Linked DNA regions of Mus musculus: region 1 is linked to region 2. Evidence: chromatin contacts called from public Hi-C data. All regions are on one chromosome and are shown on one strand. The core of a region is the stretch at or near the end of the contact, and the rest is flanking DNA. Distances in the headings are between cores, read along the strand shown.

Evidence for each region. Hi-C and Micro-C count contacts between places; a contact is called where the count stands out from the background.
Region 1: a contact with region 2 is called in a Hi-C map of bone marrow-derived macrophages, with 2.4 times the contacts expected there. The contact joins the enhancer-like site here to the promoter of Wdr41 in region 2. A contact is called at or near these places in 1 of 39 promoter capture datasets (the 3T3-L1 cell line), 3 of 484 Hi-C or Micro-C datasets (the HPC-7 cell line, bone marrow-derived macrophages and nephron progenitors), 1 of 115 datasets of contacts at active chromatin or transcription factors (the HPC-7 cell line) and 1 of 9 other capture datasets (adipose tissue).

What each region holds. Positions count from the first base shown.
Region 1 is chr13:95,031,542-95,038,057 of GRCm38.p6, reverse strand. Pde8b (phosphodiesterase 8B) reads left to right here. Exons shown (of 22, transcript NM_001374003.1): 18 at 3,672-3,889; 19 at 5,108-5,228. Among named protein-coding and RNA genes, the nearest start is that of Gm41025, 16 kb to the left of the region's middle. Within about 2 kb of position 3,762, at least 65 of the 459 cell types and tissues checked have an H3K27ac peak or open chromatin away from gene starts, as enhancers often do. A contact at or near this core is called in adipose tissue and bone marrow-derived macrophages, where this site is marked.
Region 2 is chr13:94,973,203-94,979,826 of GRCm38.p6, reverse strand. It overlaps Wdr41 (WD repeat domain 41), which reads right to left and starts at 3,483. Exons shown (of 14, transcript NM_172590.3): 1 at 3,238-3,483; 2 at 1,242-1,357. The coding sequence starts at 3,288. It overlaps Gm41024 (a long non-coding RNA gene), which reads right to left and starts at 1,230. Exons shown (of 2, transcript XR_873814.1): 1 at 1-1,230.

The DNA of each region.
Region 1 (6,516 bases), core at 2,513-5,012, 58 kb before region 2:
GTAGTGCTCTTTCTTGATTGGATGGAGGTAGGCCCATCCCATGGGTGGCAGCCACCTCTGGATAGGTGGCCATAGGTTATGTGGAAGATTGCTTATTCCTTGGGTATTCTATATAAAACTATATACAACATATAAGAAAACAAGCTGTACAAGCCACGGAGAGAAAGCCAGTAAACAGTGTCCCTCCATGGCCTTTGCTCCTGTTCCTGCCTTAAGTCTCTGCCCCAACTTCCCTTGTGATGGGGTATGACCTGAGTGTTATCAGGTAAATGCTTTCTTCTCCCAAGTTTCCTTTGGTCAGTGTCTTACCTCAGTAATAAAAATCCTGTAGCACAGAAGTTTCATGCTACATTTAAAAACTTGGGTTGTTTTCTTATGTTCAAGTTTGTTTAGTTCTTTCTGTATTATAGATGCTTCCACGTGTATAAATAACAGTTTTTTTTCCATTATGTATACTGCCTCTTCACATGGTGGTGGCCTTTGCTACACAGAAACTTCATGAGGTTTTATTAATTTTTGGTCTTAATGCCTATTCTGTCAGAGTCCTGTTCAGAAAGTCCTTTCCTGTACTAAGGAGATCAACCTACTTCCTACTTTCTCTTCTATCAGACTTGAGGGATCAGGTCCTCTTTTGAGGTCCTTGGTCCATTTGGAGTTGGGTGAGGTGAAGGTCTCTTTGCATTCTTCTGCATGCAGTCATGCAGCTTGACCAGCACCATGTGTTGAAGATAGTATCTTTGCTCAAGTGTGTATGTCAGGTGTTCATAGGTATGTGAGCTTATGTCCAAGTCTTCAATTTAATTCCACTGATCCACATGTCTGAGTTTATGTCAATACCATGTTACCATGTTACTATAGCTCTGTAATACAGCTTCAAACCAGGAATGGTGAGATTGCAAGCAGTTCTTTTATTGTTCAGGATTGTGTTACTGTCTTGGGATTTTTGTTTCCACTTGAAGCTTAAGATTATATCTTCAATTCTATAAAGAATTGTGTTGGGATTTTAATGAGGATTGCACTGACTCTACCAATTGCTTTTAGTAGGGTAGCCATTTCCTCAACATTAATTCTACCAGTCCATGAGCATGGAAGACCTTTCCATCTTCTGGTATCTTCAGTTTCTTTCCTCAATGTCTTAATGCTTTTCTTACACAAGTCTTTCATGTGCTTGGTAAGTTATTTCACATATTTTTGAAACGTTTTGTTTCCCACATTTCTTATCTCAGTGTGTTTGGCATTTGTATACAGGAAGGCTTCTGATTTGTGTGTTAGTTTTATATCCAGCTACTTTGACCAATGTTTTTATCAGCTGTAGAAGCTGCCTGGCGGTTTTTAGGGTCTTCTGTGCATTACAACCATATCACCTGCAAAAGCATCCTCTAGCGTCTTCCTTTTCTGTTGGTATCCCCTTGGTCTCCTTCAGTTGTCTAATAGCTCTAGCTAAGACTTCAAGAACTATATTGAACAGGTGTAGAGTAGACATTCATGTCTTGCTTCTGAGTTTTGTGGAAATGCTTTGAATTTCTATCCATTTATAATGATGTTGGCTGTGGGCTTGTTGTAAGTTGCCTTTGTTTATTGAGATATGTCCCTCATGTCCTGTGGTGGTTAGTGGAGAGAAGGAGGGAAGGAGGGAGAGAGGGAGGGAGGAAGAAAGGAGGAAGAGGAAGAAGAAGAGGAGGAGGAAGAGAGAGAGGGAGGGAGAGAGTGACCCCGTAAACGTGCAGCTAGTAAAAATCTCTGGACATGGAGACGCCTGCATCATTCTTTTCTTTACCAAGAGAAATTGATCTACAAGACACAGAATGGCTCCAGCCTAACTCAGCCCTTCCAGCCCGGTCTTATGCAGTCAATTTGGTCTAGATCATAAACACAGTGCCAGCTGACCAGGCCTCTCTGCTTGCAGTAGGTTTCAGGATGCTCTCAGGAAACTTTGTAAGCTGGCTGGGCCAAGCCAAGATTCCTACCAGCCCTGTGACATGATTCAAGATAGAAGTGACTCCCTTCCTGGATAGAGACAACATTCAAGAAAGTCCCACTATAACACCAAGTCAGCACTGACAGGGACTGCCCCAGGGCCTGGGATGGCATCAGCAGCACAGGCCTGAGCTTCAGGCTGTCTTCCTTACCTAGTTTTCCCTCCCACAGAACTATGAGAGCAAGCTGGAAACACTGTAAACCTTATCTAGTAAATCTTCCAAGTCTTCCTCGAGGCCTACCTCCCTCTTCCTTCACTGTTCACCCCTTGGCTCGATTAGCTCCCTCAGTAACTTCATCTGGACTCCCTGCCTGGACTCCTCTCCTTTACTGCATGTTGCCTGCTCTCCTGTTGCTTATCCACAATACTTCAGCAATAAAAATCACTTTCTTAGGAAAGCTGTCATTGGCAATTCTGTAGACCTTTGTTGGCCAGTTTGGTAGTTGTCTTAGGGTTTTACTACTGTGAACAGACACCATGACCAAGGCAAGTCTTACAAGTCTTTTAAGACAACATTTAATTGGGGCTGGTTTACAGGTTCAGGGGATCAGCCCATTATCATCAAGGCAGGAACATGGTAGCATCCAGGCAAGCATGGTGCAGGAGGAGCTGAGAGTTCTACCTCTTCATCTGAAGGCTACTAGTAGAAGACTGACTTGCTAGGACAAAGCCCACACCCACAGTGACATACCCATTCTAACAGAGACACACCTACTCTAACAAGGACACAATTCCCAATAGTGCCACTCCCTAGGACAAGCATATACCAACCATCACAGTAGTCGTTAACCATACACAGCTACTGAATAAAGCTGAGGAGGTCCTCCATCGCACTGGCCATAGGCAAGCGTTCAGGAGCTGTATATAATAGGCTTTGTCTGCATTCCACAGAGGCAGTGCACTCCCATCACCACATGATGGTCAGCGATCAGTGCTGCCCTGCTCTGCCCAGCCCCATGGTTACACTCTCGGGAAGTTGGGACTCTTTTTATCTAATCTCACCCATTAGTATCTATCACTGCTTCATCTCTGGTGCTGTGCACAGTACCTGACGCCTTTAGGCATCTGACATGGAATGAATTCATAATACAGTGTCTTACATAACACCCCATCTGCCAGCTTTCTACTAACTTACTGGCTAAGAAGAATACTTGCTGTCATTTGAGCTCAGCATTAGCATAGTGAAGGTCTGGTGAGTTTCTCTAAGCCTTTGCTGCCTGTGAGCCCAGCCCCTGCATTTCTTGATAAGCTTTCCATCTTGCCTCTGCCTCACTGCCAAGCTCCAGTTACTGTCCCATTCATCCTGTGAGCTAGCTGTGCTATTTACAACTGGCCCTCCAATATGCCTGCAGAAGCTGATGTGTAAGGAATATCTGTGATGCCGGCTACTTTCCATGCATCATGGCAGAGCGTCACAGCATCAATTCAAAAGACCTGCTTGGCTTCTTTGTCAAAGAACCAGCAAACAGACTATAGACAGTTCAGGTGTTGTAGCTTCTGTGTTCTCAAGAGAATACACAGCACAGGACAGTGCCACCGTGTGCCCAAGGCTACCTTTCTGCTAAGACTAGGAGGAAACCGAAAGGAAATTCCAAAGGTTCCAGCCCCAAGCCCTTCTCTCTCCAAGAGACAGAGATGGATGCTGGTGTCTAGAAGCCTGTGAATAATGTTCTGTATCCTCCCCCTCCCCCAGGGAAGCCTGGACCAGCTGGATGAGGTGGCTGCTCTGATTGCTGCCACAGTCCACGACGTGGATCACCCCGGAAGGACCAACTCTTTCCTGTGCAACGCCGGCAGCGAGCTCGCTGTGCTCTACAATGACACTGCAGTCTTGGAGAGTCACCACACAGCCCTGGCCTTCCAGCTCACAGTCAAGGACACCAAGTGCAACATTTTCAAGAATATTGACAGGTTTGGCGTGATTGGGCTCCCGGGGCTAGGTCTGTGAAGCTAAAAATGAAGCTGAGTTTTCTCTGGTTTCTCTGGATAGATGGGAATGAAACAGTGGCTCTTCACTGTATCAGGTTATAAACCAGCTTTGCCCATCTGAACTTTTCAGACTGCCTTTCCTGCTCTAAAAAAAATCTCATTTAGCCTTCAGTAAGTCCATAAAAATAAATGTTTGTTATGCACTGAAAAGCACTGCCTAAATGTTGATGGCCTCACTAACAAGTCTATCAAATATTTTTATCTTCCTCCCTGTGGCTCAAAGACAATGTATAATCCTGCATTTCCAGCTGAGTTTGGGCTAAGCATCCATCCCCATGAGGAGGTCCCAGTGAGGATGCTGGGAATGAGACAGGTTTCCTTCTCACAGAGAGAGATGCTCTCAGAACATCTGCAAACAGCACCGTGATGTGACGTGGTGGAACAATTCTTACCTGCTAACAACTGTGTGGTCAGGCTACGGCTATTTCCTATACCGCACCAGCAAGCTGCTGAGCAGAGTCCTGGGCAAAGGCCTGGTGGTCGCTTGGGCCTCATGACACTGTCTACATGAACTTACCAGTTTAGGCTCTAGAAAAATCTCTATGGTTACAGAGAGCGGTTGTTCTAATTCAGACTTAAGTTCTAGCGTATCAAGCTGGTTTGCTTAGCTCTTCATTCAGTCTCTTAGAGTTAGTACATGATAGGGGTTTTCTGATAACCTTGAGCTGTTGTTCCAACCACTGCAAACATCAGACATTTACAGGTTACAGGATTATGTGAAAGGAAAATCTCCCTCAGCACCATCGGAAGAGATTGGCAGTTCTCTCCAGTAGGAACCGGTCTACACAGGGCACAGTCAAACCTCAGCAGACTGCCACTTTGTTTCTGTCCCTTCCACTTCCTTGTTCCAGTGTTTTCACAGGAAGGGATGGAAACTACCATTCGAAACAGTTGCTTGTCACATGATGTGCACTTTCATTTCTCTTAGCATGGCTGTGCAGAAGAGTCAGCTGTCACTGGAGAACGTGGAGTGGCATCAACATGGGCTTACTGGGGGGCGGGGGCTGAGCGGATGGAGTCTAGGATTAGCAGTCACTTGACTCTGACCCCTTCTGTCCTGGGCTGTGGGGAGGCAGAGCATCAGGGCACTTCTGACTTGGGCATGGTGTGAGCAGGGAACTTTGTCCTCTTATTATTTAGGAACCACTATCGAACGCTGCGCCAGGCTATTATCGACATGGTTTTGGCTACAGAGATGACAAAACACTTCGAGCACGTGAACAAATTCGTGAACAGCATCAACAAGCCACTGGCAGCTGAGGTAAGGGCTCCTACGTAATGAGCGAGTGCAGTGTGCTTCTGGGAGAGCAGAGGTGAGCGAGCCTGTGTAGTGAGATACTGGCGCGTGTCTCTCCCAGAGCCTGCTCTGGCACCGAAGCATTTTCTGCCTCTCCAGCGTGAGGTGATTATCAGCCTGGAGCTGGGGAAGGAGAGGAGGCTGGCAGCTGCCCACTGCAATCCCTCAGGCAGGCCCTGAGACACAGTGCTAGACGGAGGAGCCCCGGTGAGCAGGATGAATAGGGTGTGGCAGGAAGACCTATTCATTTTCACTTCTGTTCCTGGACTCATAGGATCTCAAAGCTAGGGAATGCTTTACAGAACCTGGCTCTTGCCGGTGGTATCATCAAAGTGAACCATATATTAGTTCTTTTTTATTGCTGCGATAAAATCTCTCATGAAAAGCAAGTCGGGGAAGAAAAGGTTTATTTGTTCTCAGTCAGTGTTTCCTGGAGGGGAGTTAAGCAAGACCTCAAGACCAGGAGTCTGAAGGCAGAAATGCTGCTACTTCATGCAGCACTAATTCTGACCGGGAACTCACTCCCAGCCAAGGAAGTATGGCAGACACCATGGAGGGAGGAAGGAAGCTCACGGACACGTTCACCAGTTCGCGCTTAGCCACTTTCCTTATAGATCAAAACCAGTTGTCTGGGGATGCTGCCATCAATAGGTTGATCTTCCCACAACAATTAACACTCAAGACAATCCCACAGAGATGGGCCTACATAGGCTGATCTGATCTGGGCAATCCCTCAACTAAGACTCCCTTCCTGGAAGAGCCCATGATATTGTCAAATTGATAATTAAAGCTAACTGTGTGACTAAAAAAACAAAAATGTAAGCTTTTTTTCTTTTTTTATAAATGCATCATGTTCCCCCCCCAATAAAAAATACAATAAAAAGAGACAAAATAACATTGAAAATCTGTAGGGAAGTATGGAGGACCTGAAGAAAATAAGAAGAATATGTTCAAAATATACAAAATGTTTTTTTTAAATAAAAATTTTAAAAAGAGAGAAGTTTACCATGAACCTCACTTATGCGCCTTACGACTCTGGGCTTTAGAAATAAGACAGAATGTTCACCCTTTACTAACATGAAATTGGCTGTCTCCTCGGAAACCATAAGTGTGTTCCATAGCTCCTGAAAGGCATAAGTTTCCAGTCCTGTAAAAGGTAGAATAAATGTTCTGAAGGTAACTTGATGATCAGTAAGGACGCTGGCTATAGAACCCATCACATGACCAACCTAGGGAGAGGAAGATTGCCAGC
Region 2 (6,624 bases), core at 2,234-4,733:
AAACGGTCATTTAAAAAGATAAATATTAAACTTTTAAGGATTTAGTGAGAACAAATGTTAACCAAAGGCCTGAAGCTTATAAGGGTTACACATACATGCTGTGACTCGGTTGTCTTCCAGCACAATGAGAAAACAGTGTAATCTGGCTAGTAACAAGTGGAGACATGGTGGGTAAGTATTTTATTGGTCTTGATCCTAAGTTCCTAGAAAAAGGGTACCTCTGAACCCCTGACATTTCCTTAGTAACAGCAGTGTTTGAAGTGAGGGGGATGCTGTGAAGAACTCTGTTTATCTTGGAAATATGTCCTAGCTGCACGTGGGTCAGAAATAAACTATACATAATAAACAAGAACGCCCCAGCCAACAGACATCAAGAGCAGGAAACTTAAAGGTCATCACAGCTGTAGTCACTCATGAGCTCGGGGGGGAAAAAAAAAATGCAGCACAGTCAAGCGAGGAACTGGCAGGGACTGCAGAGCCACCTCAGGGGGGGGCTACAGCTCCTGTGCACCATGTGACAACCACCTGCCGACACAGGCCCCGTGTTAAGTCACTGTGCTAAGTACTGGGAGTAATGCTAATAAAATAGTAAGAACAAAGCCCCCACTCAGGGCCTTTGAGGTCAGATTAGGAAGTCACACCATCAGTGCTGTGACAGCAGCTAATCTGCCTAGGGATAAGCTAAGTGCCCTCAGACCTCACCACCTTTGTCCCTGCTCGCACACATGCTAGCCAGGTACCGGAGAATAATATGTAAGCTTTAAAGAGGTATATCAACGACAGAAATTCAGATTAAAGCCTTACTTTACTTTCTACTCAAAACAGCATATTCTAGCGGGTATCTAATATTAAATTAAACTCCATACATATTTGATTCTCAGATTTGACAGCTACAACTCAATCTTAAAGTCATTTGCTTCTTCTAAGGTAGTAAGAATATTTCTAAAACCTCATGACAATTTTTTCCAAAACATCAAAGAAAAAAAAAAGCAAACAAATGTAATTGTCAAGACAACCAGACTCTGACAAGGTGACATGGATTTCAAAGGATTTAAACATGTTACCATCAGGGTTCAAAGTCCATTCCAACTGAATATTAAATGCTACAATTTTCAGTTGGTTATATTTCAGGATTCTGAAAGTTTTTACAAAAGATAATTTAAGTTTGAAGTTGTTTTAAACATAAAATGCTCTAAATCGTCTTTGTCAGCATTGACCACTGGGCAGAGTAAGCCTCTTACCTGAAGTCATCGAGCCTCACCAGGAAGCGGACAATGTCGCGATGAGCCTCCAGTACCAGCAGTTCAGTATAGGGGTTCTGACCTTGGTCCTCTCCTATTGTCTGCAAAGCAGCTTTCTTGTAATGAAAAAAAAAAAAACCCACAAAACACAAAACATAAGCATAAAATGATTTTAACTGCACAGTATCCATGCAAGAACAAAAGCTTTTAGAAGCCACAAGATATTATGTTCTAATGCTAATACATACCAGTTCTACATGGAAGTATTTCTCTTATCAAAACCTTTGGTGTTTTCAAACCACAATAAACTTGTAAAGAGTAAACTTTATTTTGTTGAGTCTCAATAAACCCGACTTTAAAACTACTGGGCCAATCAACTCAACTGTTGTTTCTCAATCAAAGTTTGTTAGGACCAAGGAGCTAGCTCAGCAGGTAAAGGCACTTGTCACTAAGTCTGATGACCTGAGCTCCGTCCCGGGGACCCTCATGATGGAAGGAAAGGAACTGACCCCTACAAGCTATCATGTACATTCTCTCTCACACACATTCACATACTCTCTCACACATACACGCATACTTACACACATGCAAACACAATGCTTTCAGACAGACATATGCAAACACAGATGCATACACTCAAACATTCAACATGTGCACTCCCACACAGAAACACACGCATAAACACACATAAACACACACACACACACGCTTTGTTAGAAACAAAGCTGCAGACTAAATGAATCAAATACAGACAAACGCAGCCCACTGCAAGCACTCAGATGTCTGCTTTAATGATTAAATGTAGTAGTGAAAGCAGACTCATGTGTCCTCTGGGCGACAAGACTGGGGGACAGGTCCTGCATGCAGAGTCCTCCAGAAGGCAGCACAGCAGCCTGTGCTAACGACACACACCTCGTAACTTAACTCTACAGGGGAAGTCTCAATTGGCCCCCTTTCTGGAGGCAAATTCAGTACAATTTCACCATAAGAAGCTTTGTTCTTAACCAAGGTTTCTTAAGTCTGACAAGCGAGTTTGGACTACGTTAAGTTTCTGTTCCTGAGACCTCTCCTGGGTGTTAGGATAGACAGCAGCATCCTTCTTCTATACACAGTGCCCCCATCACACCTACCCATGGCCAACAGTAGACACTGTACTATCCTCTGGGGACAAGATTACCCCAGGACTGAGAATCACTTAGACTGGAAGGCTGACTGTAATTCATAAGTAATGTTCTCTCATTCATTAGGAAAAATCACCAGCTCTTATAGTGTACATATTCAAGGCAGTTACACAATTGAAGTACTTTTGTGTGGAAAAGAAAACGTAAGATCCAGCATGCTATCCCATGGTGATGGTTTTGCATTTATCTGGTCTCTTTTCTAGCTGTCACTCAATTATGTGAGAGTTTTACCAGGTATGACAGAACTGAATAAAATAGTGTATTCACTAAATAAGCAAATAGTCAAATATATGTTATGTGTCCATTCAATAATCCACAATTCTTCCATAACCCTAAGGACTTCAAATTATATAAAATAAGTGATTTAAAAAAATCACGTGTCAATGTCAAAGCTATGAGGAAGTTAAAACTGCCAAGTTTGCAATAATCCAAACTGTAAAATGCTTCCTATAAGGAAGGAAGTGTAACACAAATTGTTGTGTGGCACATGAAGTAAATTTCAGATGTCAACATTTTTAAGGTGACAAAATTATTTTTTCAATGTGACGATGAGACCATACATGTACTAAATAAACAGAAATCATTTTCTCACTTAGCTTCTCGGAAAGCAACTAGTTAAATTTACGTTCCTTAAGCAAATTCGAGTCCCGGCTGAGAAGACTTATCGGTTCAAATAAATCAAGAGTGGCAGTCACTCCTGCTGGTTTGTAGTTAAGTCCCAGTTTCTTAGCAGAGGCCAGGTGGCCCTGAGCAGCCGCTTCCGGCGCTCGCCGCAGGCCCCGCCCCGGCCCCGCCCCCGGGCCCCCGCGCATTACCTCGGCTAGGCCCTGCGGCTCGCGGCCTCCTCCGATCAGCCAGCGCAGCATCGGGCCGGGGCGTCCGCGGCCCACGGAGCGAGGGCCGCCGCGGCGCAGGTGCTGGGGCTGCGGCCGAGTGAGCCTGGGGCGAGGCAGCGGGAAAACAGAAGTCTCGTTGGGGCGCCCGCACTGAAGGCCGCGACGGCGGAGGCGGAGGTTCCGCGTCCCCAGTGAGCACGCGCGTGGGCGCCGCGCGGTTGGCGCAAGAGCTCAGGTCGCTCGGGCGCCCCCTAGTGGGCGTGCGCTGCGGCCATGTCGCCGCAGGACCAGCGCTTGTCTAAATCCTGTGTAGCTACGGCGCCCCTTAAACACACTAGCAAGTCTCCTGGTTTCCCAACAGCCAGATGGAGAGGGTGTGCCTGCAGTAGACTTCTGCTCCTGGACGAATCTAGTGGCGTTCTTGTACACCAAGCAGCCAACATTGTGTGCCACAGAATAAGGACTGTACCAAACCCTAACGCCTCCCTTTTTACAGACCAAGAAACTGACCCGCTTAAAGATTAAGTAATGTGTCTAAAGATAAAAGCCAGCAGGTGGCCATGATGGAATTAAGACTTGCTCGGTAAACTTCAAAACCGGTTCTTACACATTGCCTGGACTGTCTTCCAAAGCAGGAAGTATAAAGCGAAGGAATCCGTTCCCTGGCTGTGCTGCTGAAACATGGAGCGACATTTCTAGCTCCAAACATTCTATGTCAGCCTCTAAATTTTCTTAATAGTTACACGACTGGTTATACAACCTGGCTTCGTATCAAAAATTACCTGGACACTTTTGAAAATGTAGACTAGGAAAAGCAATCTCTAGTTGGCACATAGAAATCAAAGTTTGAGGGGACTAATATCCAATATATATATAAAAAACCCAAGAAGGTAGACTCCAGAAAATCAAATAACCCCATTAAAAATGGGGCTCAAAGCTAAACAAAGAATTCTCATCTGAGGAATACCGAATGGCTGAGAAGCACCTGAAAAAAATGTTCAACATCCTTAATCATCAGGGAAATGCAAATCAAAACAACCCTGAGATTCCACCTCTCAACAGTCAGAATGGCTAAGATCAGGTGACAGCAGATGCTGGTGAGGATGTGGAGAAAGAGGAACACTCCTCCATTGTTGGTGGGATTGCAAGCTTGTACAACCACTCTGGAAATCAGTCTGGCAGTTCCTCAGAAAATTGGACATGGTACTATCGGAGGATCCCACAGTACCTCTCCTGGCCATATATCCAGAAGATGTTCCAACTAGTAAGAAAGATACATGCTCCACTATGTTCATAGCAGCCTTATTTATAATAGCCAGAAGCTGGAAAGAACCCAGATGCCCCTCAACAGAGGAATGGATACAAAAAATGTGGTACATTTACACAATGGAGTACTACTCAGCTATTAAAAAGAATGAATTTATGAAATTCCTAGGCAAATGGATGGATCTGGAGGGCATTATCCTGAGTGAAGTAACTCAATCACAAAAGAACTCAAATGATATGTACTCACTGATAAGTGGATCTTAGCCTAGAAACTTAGAATACCCAAGATATAAGTTACAATTTGCAAAACACATGAAACTCAAGAACAATGAAGACCAAAGTGTGGACACTTTGCCCCTTCTTAGAATTGGGAACAAAATACCCATGGAAGGAGTTACAGAGACACAGTTTGGAGCTGAGACGAAAGGATGGACCATCTAGAGACTGCCATATCCAGGGATCCATCCCAAAATCAGCCTCCAAACGCTGACACCATTTCATACACTAGCAAGATTTTGCTGAAAGGACCCAGATAGAGCTGTCTCTTGTGTGACTATGCCAGGGCCTAGCAAACACAGAAGTGGATGCTCAGGGTCAGCTATTGGATGGAGCACAGGGCCCCCAATGGAGGAGCTAGAGAAAGTAACCAAGGAGCTAAAGGGATCTGCAACCCTATAGGTTGATCAACAATATGAACTACCCAGTACCCCCCAGAGCTCCTGTCTCTAGCTGCATATGTAGCAGAAGATGGCCTAGTCGGCCATCAGTGGAAAGAGAGGCCCATTGGTCGTGCAAACTTTATCTGTCTCAGTACAGGGGAAGGCCAGGGCCAAGAAGTGGGAGTGGGTGGGTGGGGGAGTGGATGGGGGAGCATGTGGGGGACTTTTGGGATAGCATTGGAAATGTAAATGAAATAAATACCTAATTAAAAAAAAAAAGAAATCAAAGTTTGGAGTGCGTTCATTGGAGTAGCAAGACCTGAGAATTACTGTTCTAACATTGTAAATTACAAATGTATTTGTAAAAGTTCTCACGTGTGCTTGTATATGTATTTATTAGGCTCAAAGGAGGCTACCTGCAGGGATGTCCCATCCAGTGAATCAATATATAGGATATGGACATACCAAGTAAGATGCAATAAAGAATCACAAAAAGTACTGCCTTCTAGGGACAAAGCAGAAAAGGCTCAGGCAAAAATGAGACTGGGCTACGTGTTCTACTCAGGAGATACTTGATGTGTGTGCGTTCAAGTTGCCAGGACTCTGGGAGCTGATGTGACCATTCATATTCATTCTGAGTGCACTGTGCAAGAGAACACTCCCAAACTCTGTTGCTTTCTGCATCTCTGTGACCCAAAGAAACAACCTAAGGGGAGGGAAAGCCTGTTGAGCTCATGGTTTCAAAGGTGTCAGTCCATCACGGTGGGGAGGGAGGGCACAGTAGAGCACAGCAGCTTCAGCAAAGCAGGCCAGGAAGCAGCACCCAGCTGCTGCCTCTCTCCTGTTCCCCATCATCCAGCACAGGTCCCGGCCCACGGATGGTGATATACCCAGAGGGAAGGCAGATTTCGCTCCGCAGTTATTTCTCTCTAGAAACATTCTCAAAGATGTGCCTAGAAGAATACCTGTCTCTCTTATGTCGTTGTAAATCCAGTCAAGATGACAATTAGGATTGGCAATCATATACTATGTGCATCAAGGGAAGGTTGTATACCCAACAACCCAGTGCAATGAAAAGGACAGAAGAAAGTGAGCATAGCCCCCGGGGGGAAAAGAAGTCTTGCATTCAGTAAAAGGAAGTCCCAAACATCAGCGTTTCAGTTCTAGGAATACCTTCAAACGAGGCAGCATGGTTGTCTACACAGCTGAAGTATCCTGATGTTGCAGTTTCTCCAAGGGCCTGTCCACTTCCACATGAGTCAAATCTCAGGACATTCTGCCTGCCCTCGAGAACATTGAAGAGGATGAATGCTCCCTCCTTCATGGGGAAGGAACTCTATAAAAGATTTGCTCCGTGATGTCTGGGAAGTCAGAGGAGTAGGACTCACCAGGAACTCACCCCTCTACCTAGGGAACAATTATGACAGCGGAGACATTCGGA